Regions from separate parts of the Anser cygnoides genome. Here region 1 is linked to region 2. A link is a contact called in public Hi-C data. All regions are on one chromosome and are shown on one strand. Each heading gives the region's core, a stretch centred on a gene start, on an enhancer-like site or on the middle of the called end of the contact. The rest is flanking DNA. Distances are from core to core; before and after follow the strand shown.

Region 1 (4,817 bases), core at 190-2,689, 75 kb before region 2:
CTCACCTCCTGGCCGGGAGGAGCACCGGGCTGAGGGAGGGAAGGCGAGAAGGAAGGAGGGAGGGAAGCGGGGAAGGAGGGAGGGAAGGGGGCCGGCCCCGGCTGAGGGGCCCCGCGGCGCTGCCCGGCTGAGGGAGGGCGGCGGGGGCCGCCTCAGGGGCTCGCTCCCTCAGGGCGGCGCCCCTCAGCCGGGCCCGCAGCGCTGCCAGGCCCCGGGCGGCGAGCCCCTGGGCGCGGCGCTGCCCCGCTCGCCCCCGTCTCCGCTCGGAGCGAGTCCCCCCGGGCCCCCGGGGCCGCGTGAAGTGCCGTGTAAGGGACGGCCGAACCCCGCCTTCGCCTCGCCGCGGCGCAGCCGGGCGGGCAGGCAGCCAGCGAGGCCCCTGCCCGGGGGAGGGCCCCGAGCGGCCGCAGCTGTTCCAGCAGGAGTTGCTGGAAGGCGGCCACGCTCCGCAGACTTTGTCTCCCCCGCACGCAGCGCTGAACTCTGCTCCCCCCCTTCCCTTCCCTTCCCTTCCCTTCCCTTCCCTTCCCTTCCCTTCCCCACCGGGCTGTGCGTGTGTGGGGTTCCCCGGGGGGGGGGGGTTGTGGTGGCACCGCGTGCCGCGCTGTGTTGTAAAATAACTTAAAAACCCCCAAGGGCTGGGAGGCGACGGGGCGCCCCCGTCCCGAGCCGTGCCCGCTCCGCGCTTTCCCCGCAGCCCGCCCGTGAGGTCAGCGGCGGCGGCGGGGTGGCGGCGCCCGGGGCCGGGCGGGCCGGGCCGGGCAGGCGCAGTGTGGGGCCGCAGCAGGGCGGCTGCCGCGTCGATGTGTCGGGGGGGAAGGGAAGGGAAAAGGGAGGCGGAGGGGAAGGGGGGGGGGGGGGGGGTGACGGGGCAGCGCCGGGATCCCTTCTCCTCCCCGCGGGGAAGGGAGGGAGGGGAGAGCGCTCTCCTCCCCCTTTTTCACCCTTCCTCCTCCCCTTCTTTTCCCCCAAAAGTTAAACTTCCTGCTCCCGGCCCGGCTGGGAAGGGGACGCGGAGCCCGGCCGGACTCGGCACACACACACACACACACACACACACACACACACACCAGCTGGAGCTGTCAAAACTTCCACCACCACCACCACCGCCGCCGCCTGCTCCCGCTCCTCCTCCGCCCCCGGGGGCTGTGCGCGGGGGGAGGGCGCAGGGCCGCCCCACAATGAAGCGGCGGCCGCCGCAGCCGGGCAGCGCAGGAGCCGCCGCCGCCGCCAGCTCCCGGGGCCTCTGAGAGGGGGGGAGCCCAGCGGCGGGGATCAGCCGCCACCGCCTCTCGTTCGCTCTCCGCCTTTTTATTCCCCCCCCCCCCCCCCCCCCCCCCCTCCTCCGGGCCCCGACGGAGCCCGCCGAGCCGGGGAGGGGGTGTTATTGTGTGCGAGACCCTTCCTTCCTCCGCGCTCTTTCTCTTCGCACCCCCCCCCCCCCCCCCCGCCCGCCTCTCCCCGCTCCCTCCCTCCCTTCTCGCCCTCCCTTCCCCTCCTCCTCCTCCTCCTCCTCCTCCTCCTGCTGCTGCTGCTGCTGCTCTCCCCCATGCTGCTCCCCCTGCTACCTGTGCTGGTCGGCGGCGGCTGAGGCCAGCGATGCGAGGCGGAGGTGGAGGAGGCGGAGGTGAGGAGGAGAGGAGCCGCGGGAGCAGGAGGAGCATCGGGATCCCCATCACCATCCTCATCTTCATCCCCATCATCATCATCCATGTGTCTCTCTCGTCCTGCTGACTAGGATGTCAACGGAGGACAAGAGTCTGGTGGTGGCGGTGGTGGAGCCGCCTCAGCAGCAGCAACCCCCCGAGCCTGGAGCTCCCCCCCCAGCAGCAGCAGCAGCAGCCACAGACAAAAGACCTAGGGGCCGGCCTCGCAAAGATGGCGCTTCCCCTTTCCAGAGAGCCAGAAAGAAGTAAGTTCAGCGTGTGTGTGTGTGCGAGGCAGAGAGGGGCAGGGGGCAGGCGGCCAGGCGCAGGCAGAGCTGTCAGCAGAGACTCGCTGCTCGTCGCCCCCTCCCTCCTGCCCAATGCCATTTTGAGAAGGGCCCTTCTTTCTTCTCCTCCTCTCCCCTTTGCACTTTCCCCTCCTCCTCCTCCTCCTTTTTCACCTTTGTCTTCCTCCGCCCGTTTTCCCTTTTCACTTTTCTTCTACCGTCCCTATTTTCTTTCCCTCTTTCTTCGGAGTTTCCAGCTCTTCCCCCTTCTTCCTCCTTTCCCCCTTCCTTTGCACCTTCCCCCTTCCTCCTTTTCGGGCTCCCTTCTCCTCCAGGACTCTCCTTCCTTCAGCGTCGCCTGGATATCGGATATAATATCCCCTGCTCTCCACGGCAGCCCCTCGTCGCCTTCCAATTCTTTCCCCTTTTTGAGGAAAAAAAAAAAAAAGATGGTTCTGGCCCTAAGTGGCAGGCGATGGACCCCCCCCCCGGCACACACACACACACACAAAGTTGGGGCAGGACTTTGAGGCGCCCAGAGGCTGAGGGCGCCGCTCGGGGAGCTGTCAAGCGGCTGCCCTCGCGTAGAGGGGACAGCGGCGAAGCAGGGCAGACCCGGGGGGGAACACAACGAGACTTTAGGGGGGGCTGCCTGCCCCTTTGCTGTGACAGCCTGCCCTTAATCGAGGGGACTTTCGGGGTGCTATGGCGCACGTTAGCCCCGCAGCGGCCGCCCCACAACGGCCGCCGCCGAGCGCCTCCGCTCCTCAGGGGGGCCCCGCGCTCCCCTCAGCCCCCGGCGGCTCCGAGCAAACTTGGGGGGGTTGGGGAGGGCTCGGAGACGGGGTTTTGGGGAGCCGGGGGTTGGGGAAGCGGGGTTTAGGGAAGCGGGGGAGGGTGCTGGGCCGCTGCTACGTGCTTGGTGCCGAGGGAAGGCCGGGCGGCAGGCTCCCTGAGGAGCCGCTCGGGGACCGGCCGAGCTGGCCCCGGCAGAGCCCAGGGCAGCAGTAACAGGACAAAGCCGGACGGGGACGTTCGGCCAAGGAACGGGGTTGGGAGCCACGCAGAAAAGTCAGTCCGTGGGGGACAGTCCGGGGGAGCCTCGGGGATTTAGAGCTGGCTTCCCTTTGTGTTCAAGGGCCGCTCTGGCCGGGTGCGTTGAGCCAGGTGAGCACCTCGCCCCGCGCTCAGCGCCCGCCCCAGGCCTCCCTCGCTGAATTTCACCCCGAATTTCCAAAACGCTAGGGAGGGAGCCTGCTGTGCAGGAAACACGCACCAGAGACGGTATTTTCCTCTGCAATAATTTGTTTTTACAGCTCCGTGTGGCGTAAATACTCCAGGACAGACCCGTCCGTAGGTTGGGTTGTATGGCGTTTTCCGTGTCGATGAAAGTTGCGCTTGAAAGATTCGAGCGTTCACCCCCTGGTTTTGGCGTTGGTGCGTTGCTTGCAGCTTTCTCTTCATAGTCTTCCGTGTTTGATACAAATTTTCTTAAAACCATAGCTGAAAGCAGTTGCCAAGCATATATACGCAGTAAAGTTATTAGGTTCACCAGCTTTATGCTTAGTTTTACATACTTTCGCTTTATTTCTACGTGTTGAAGCCAAGCCTTACACAGAAAACCTTGAGTGCTTTATTTTAGAAGTTGTTCTAGGAAGAAAAATGCAACTACCTTGGAAATGGACCAGTCTATCCAAAAGGCAAAATAGCATTATCAGAGAAAACTGACATATCTTGTGTGCCAACTTGAGGCTGAGTGCATGCTCTTGACGAAAAGTGGGCTCTGAAGAGGTAATTCCTTTTTTCAGATAGGTTTTTGGTGTCGTGGGAATATTGTCAACTGGTTTTAGGAGGAAAGTAAATTTTCCTGTAAAAATATGTACTTCCGCAGACATGAGTACAAGCATCTGTGTAAGAAATAAAATTAGCTGAGACAAAAAGTTAAAATTAATCAGTACTGTTTTTTTTCTTTACGTTATGATTATTCCTTCCTGGTGTGGTGCTAAGCATGGCCGGTGTCCTTCTGTATCTTTATGGAAAATCTGTAATATTGGTAAAGGTGTTATAAGTCATAAATGCATTTGAAGCTAGGCTGTTATTAAAATACCAATTTTCCAACTTTTTCACAAAGTAGATACGGGTCTTATTGCATCAGTTCTGAGGAAAAACGGTTTTATATCATGTTTTACTCGTTACAAAATACTGATTAAAACTAACTAAGCAAATGCAGAAATAAAATAAGTACAAATAATTTCTATTATTTTCATACGACTGCTTGGGCATGTCTTCCTTTCCACTCCTGTGTTTTCCAGTTGGGTTTACGTGCCTCATGTAAACCAGATAAAAGAGCATATGTCAGATCATTTTCTGTACTGTAATCACATGTCTAAATCACTATTAGCCAGTCAAATTGTTCAACTGCTTTATCCCATTATAGGAAATGTTCCACTGAATGTTCAGGCTAAGTGGAGTCTAAGTAATGATAAAACTAAGAGCCCTGCATTAAGACAGCATAGCTTAAAAAAAAGAATAATTCCTCATGGAAGCCTCCATTAAAGAACAATACAATATTTGAGGATGCTGCAGGTTGGTGTTTTTCCTTCTCGAAGGCCATGTTTTTACGCAAATTTGATGAGTTTAAGTAGACAGATGGAAAACTGCCTTGAATCTGTTTCTGTGAGATACCAGGGATTCTTAACTCCTCACAGAACTAGGCTCGTACGTTAAGAGATCGTAGGGTTCTTCCAGTAGGGATGGTTCTCTGTGAGTCTTCATCATTATGCATTTTATTTGGTTATCCATAAAAATTCCAGCGGTGCTGGGGACGCAGGGATGTACAGGGAGCAGCTGAGGTTTCCTGTAGGTGATGATGGGCCAGGAGTCA
Region 2 (4,874 bases), core at 1,741-4,240:
CTGTCATTTCAGTGCTGTTGCTATGTTCTGCATGCTAAAACATAATTGCAAATGGTACAGGGATGGCGTAACGGTCACAGTTCTGTAAATACAAATTTCCTCTAGTCAAACTTGGAGGTACTGTATTGTTTTTAAGTGTGAAAGAGGGTAGTTGGATCTGTGTACATCATATGCTCTGCTGTGTGGGACTGCAGTCATTGCTGTGATTTTCCCATTTCTGTTTTTCTCTGTCTGAATAAACCTTTTGGTGTATAGGATATGTGCACTGTGCTGTTACACATGGTAGCAATGTGCTTATAGAAAGTATATGTGTAGCACACGCACTGTGTACAGAAGGCTTTGCCTTTTCCGTGATGGCAGAGCTGAGGTCTTACAGCGGGTGCGGGATGTTAATCAAGTTGTTCCTCCTATTCTTTTCCTTTTTTGCCCTGTTTTCTTCTGCCTTTTAGCTACTGTGTGTCTGGAGATAGTGGTGGACCTGTCACGTGCTAAGAATTTTTGAACAAAAAGATGATCTTTTTATTAAGCACTTGGATATTTCCTGTTTATTTATTTATATGAATCATGCGCTTCTGTAAATTCAGAGGTTCTTTAGCATAAGTGTAAATAGGCTGGAAGTAGTTTGCCTTCCTGAATGTTGGGTTCTGATACCTGACAGCACTTGTGAGCTGTTGTTGCTTTTCTGTGATGGGTTAAATTGGCGTGGAAGTTGATCTGGGATGGAATATCTCTGCCGTTTCCCCCCTCCCCACAAAGCAATAATTATCTTCCCTCCCACAGCGAACAACTCTGCGCCTTTTGTTACTGTGGTGAACGAAGCTCATTAGGACAAGGAGACTTAAAACAATTCAGTCCAACTCCTGGGTATGTTATCCCATGGAAAAACCAGCCTTTAAACAAGAGCGAAGCCAGCGACAGCACCGATGGAGCTTGCGAGAAAACTCCAAGGCAAAACTCAGTGCCGCGCAAACAAAGAGGACAGAAGAAGTAAGTCAGTTTTACAGGATCTATAGTTTTATGGTTTTGATTCCTCTGCAGCTCACAAAGTATGTTTAGAGGTACTTGTACTGTTGCATTTGTGAAAATTTAATGTGGTTCATTAATATAAGTAGGCTTGTTTTGGTTTTTATTTTTTATATATTTTTTTATTTTTTTTATTTTGAAAGAATGCAAGCAGTATAGGAAATCCTGTAGGAACTGTAGAATATCCTAAGTTGGAAGGGGCCCACAAAGATCACTAGGTTGAACTCCTGATTTCACACAGAAATGGTTGCCTCTTTTTCACTTCTTAAAGATTGGTTTCTCCTTTTAAGTGAGAATCTTGAATAGAAGACTATAGAAAAGATTATTTAGAAGTTATTGTGAAAGCACAGATCTTATTGTGAATTCAAAGTATTGGGGTTGGGGGTTGGACCTGATCTCTTCCAACCCCTACAATTCTGTGTGATTCTGTGAAAGTAAATGGAAGACAGTATGCAAAAGGATAGAAGATAATGGATTTCTGAAGTGCCATTTATTTTGTACAATGGAGTAAATAGAAGCCTCTCTCCATCTCTTGGAAGCATTTTCCCCATGTCCTCCAAAACTGGTTCATGCCACTGTGACAGGAAAGTTACACACACGTAGCATGTTCAGTACCCTTTGGAAGTGGTGTTCATTAGCTTTCCTAAAACAGTGTTGTCAGTCACTGTACTAGCGGTATCCTGTGTCCTGTCAGGTAGGTGCCACCTTTCAGTATCACAGAATCGCAGCGTGGTGAGGCTGGCAGCACCTCAGGGTCCCTCGGGCCCAGCCCCTGCCCCAGCAGGGCCACCCCGCGCAGGGTGCCCAGGCCCATGGCCAGGCGGCTTTTGGAGCTCTCCAAGGAGGAGACCCCACAGCCTCTGGGCAGCCTGGGGGTCAGGGGAACCTCCTGGGCTCCAGGCTGGGCCCACTGCCTCCTGTCCTGGCACTGGGCACCACTGAGAATAGCACTGAAATACCACCAGGTATTTATAGATGTTGGTATCTCCCCCTCACCTCCAGCTGAACAGTCCCAGCTCTCAGCTCAGAGGGGAAGTGTTCCACGCCCTGAATTACCAAACTCACTAATTCTGAAAAATGGCAGGAACACAAACACAACTCCGCAGATAGGTTTTATTAAAGATACGGCGACGACGCTTCGGATGTGACTAATCAGACAAGCGGGTTGTTAGGCTGATCCCCCAGCGGGGCCGTGCTGGATGTCGGGGATTGGCTGTGGGCGCGGGGCCGCCGCCAGCCCCGAGGCCCGGCTGAGGGAAGCTGAGGGAAGTGCAGGGAAGGAAGGGAAAAGAAAAGAAGGGAAAAGAAGGGAAGGGAAGGGAGCAGCAGCGGCCCCCCTGCTTTAAGATGGAGCCACGAACGGGGTCCTGCAGCCGCTGGCAGGGCAGCTGCGGCTGTGTGGTGCATGGCTCTTTGCCACCCAGCTTCGCTCCTAGGGGTGCCAGATCTGACAGGAGCACTTTGGTGACGTATTTTCGGCTGGGTGTGCCCAACGGGACTTGTTAAGGTTCAGTACTTGGGCCCGGCTTGCTGGCGGAGGTAGTTTTGTGCTTGGTCAGGCCGACAGCATGCTGCCGTACGACTCTGTCAACATTGTAAAAGTGGGCGTTGGAGGGTGCTGGCGGGGGAAAACAGGTTCTCTTCAGCCTCACAGAGCTACCCCCTCGCCTCACACGGTTCCTCGGTGTTTGATATGCACGTCAAATAGTGCCTTAAAAAAACACAAAGTAAAAAAAAAAAAAAAAAACAGGCTGGGGCGGAGTGTGTTTCACTTCAGGATAAAACTGCAGAGTAAATGAGGATGTTTGCTGACTGGATTGGATCCTGTGAGAAATGCCGTGTCAGTTGGGGTTTAATTGTTTTTTAATTTTTTTTTTCAGTTTTGGTGTTTTGAGTGGTGGTTGAATGTTGGAACTGGCTCTGCTGAGCGTGGGGGCTGTTCAGGAGGGAGTTTTGTAGACCAGAGCGGGTTAATTCGGTGCTCTGTAAGGGGCATCGCACTGCTGATAGTGCTGGAGCTAACTGTCATGAGTCATTAGAATATCATTTAGTAATTAAAAACTTTTAAGCTCTCTCTGGCAGTACAAGAGGGTTGTTTCTCTCTCTCTCTTTTTTTTTTTCCCACAAGTTTTTTATTGATTTTTCCCTGTATATTTCTGAATGTTGTTTTTGGAGTAGAGCACACGTAGTATTTAGGAAGGCAGTGTTATCACAGGTTACAAGTCCGTTGTTTACTGTAGCTCTTGGCACCAGGTCATTTTTAGTGTCCTTTTTTAGTGGTTGTGCGCAGAAGGAGAGAAGTCAGCAGAAAGGTATTTTTATGCTGTCTCAACTATACAAACTCGGAAGAAACAATAAATGTACAACTTTGAGTTACTAATGGGAGAGAATAATGAAGTTCAAAGAACGTTAATAGAAAAAAAACACACCACCACCCTCTTTCCTGCTAACCAGTGAAGCATTGAATGAGGTCAGATCTCTTGAGTAAGTAAGCTTAATGCAGATCCTCAGATGTCCAAGATAAATTTTTGCCTGCAGGAAATAAAGCAGGAGGAATCACCACTTCCTTCTGTTAGTTGACTAATCTGAGTGTTATTACCTGTTTTCTGTTAAGATTAGAATTTGGGGAACAAATTAATACAGTTAGAAATGAGATACGCCCATGTCAGCACAAGGTAGTAACCTTTATATCACTGGATTTCTGAATCCCCCCGCATTCCTTCCTGCTGTCCCTACCCCTCCCCTTTTTTCTTACTTATCCGCTGCAACCGAGGTTGATGCTCCCCACCTTTAGCACCCTCTTGGCTTCCTTCTCCATCTTGTCTTCCCCAGAGTAACAGACTGCTCGCTGTTACTTAATTCTCCAATTCTCAGATTTTTGGTCATGTTGATTATATTTTAATATGTTTGGAAAACTTTGTTCTACCTGAGTTTTGTATCATTTACAAGTATCTAGCTAATCGAATGAATTATGTGGTCACTTCTGAGGTGTTTTTTTTTCTTCTTCCTGATACAGATCTCGATCGAGTATAGCATCATGTACAAGTGTAAGCACCCAAACTGCTTCCGACGATCAGGTTGTCAAATTCTGGGATGAACTCAGTTTAGTTGGCTTACCAGATGACATTGATGTTCAAGCCTTATTTGAGCCAACAGGTAAGATATGTTGCTCTTCTTCATTGTTTCGCATACACCAGTAGCTGCAGTGACAATGAGTGAAGTTATTCAGCTGTTCATTTTCTGTGCTCTGGTGTTTGTAAAGTATTTGATTGTGCTTTCTTAGCTTTTACCAGTGTTTTGTGATGTTTCTGTACAGTACTGGACAGAATCTTAGCAGGTCGTGGACGATGTTTTGTTTCCAACCTAAAGGATTCTATGACTATATGAGGAAATAGTTGTAATCTGCTACTGAACTGTTGTTGTTCAGGTAGTAACATCTCAGTATCACAGCTGTATTTTGTGGAAAAAAAGAGGAAAAGAAATGAGACACAGCTTAATACAATTTTTAAAGTCCCAATCTTGTAGCCTCACCTAACTTCATGCTGCTCTTATGGATTATCTGAAATAATGGAAGGAAAGATTTAAAAGAGCAGGTATTGATAAAACAATAGAGATATAACACACTTGCACACTTCTCTGTAAGAAAACTGTCTGGTTTGTATGCTTTTATGCTTTTGTTTTAACGTAGCTTCTCTTTTTATTCAATTATGAATGACTTTTTCAGAAAGCGTCTGTGTCCACATTCTTTTGATGCCAGTAGTCCACTCACATATTTTGACTCAAAAATGGAAATACATTTCTGTTTAAACCTGTGCAGTAATATAAATGTTATTCTTTCATGAGTGTGAAAA

Evidence for each region. A called contact is a pair of places that touch in the nucleus more often than the background predicts.
Region 1: a Hi-C map of liver shows a contact between it and region 2, with 1.8 times the contacts expected there. The contact joins the promoter of KMT2C here to the enhancer-like site in region 2. A contact is called at or near these places in 2 of 7 Hi-C or Micro-C datasets (both in liver).

Annotation. Positions count from the first base shown.
Region 1 is chr2:7,696,075-7,700,891 of Taihu_goose_T2T_genome, reverse strand. KMT2C (lysine methyltransferase 2C) reads left to right here and starts at 1,439. Exons shown (of 61, transcript XM_066991125.1): 1 at 1,439-1,627; 2 at 1,739-1,912. The coding sequence starts at 1,740.
Region 2 is chr2:7,622,572-7,627,445 of Taihu_goose_T2T_genome, reverse strand. It overlaps KMT2C (lysine methyltransferase 2C), which reads left to right. Exons shown (of 61, transcript XM_066991125.1): 5 at 781-987; 6 at 4,040-4,179. Among named protein-coding and RNA genes, the nearest start is that of KMT2C, 74 kb to the left of the region's middle. Within about 2 kb of position 2,990, at least 3 of the 3 cell types and tissues checked have open chromatin away from gene starts, as enhancers often do. A contact at or near this core is called in liver, where this site is marked.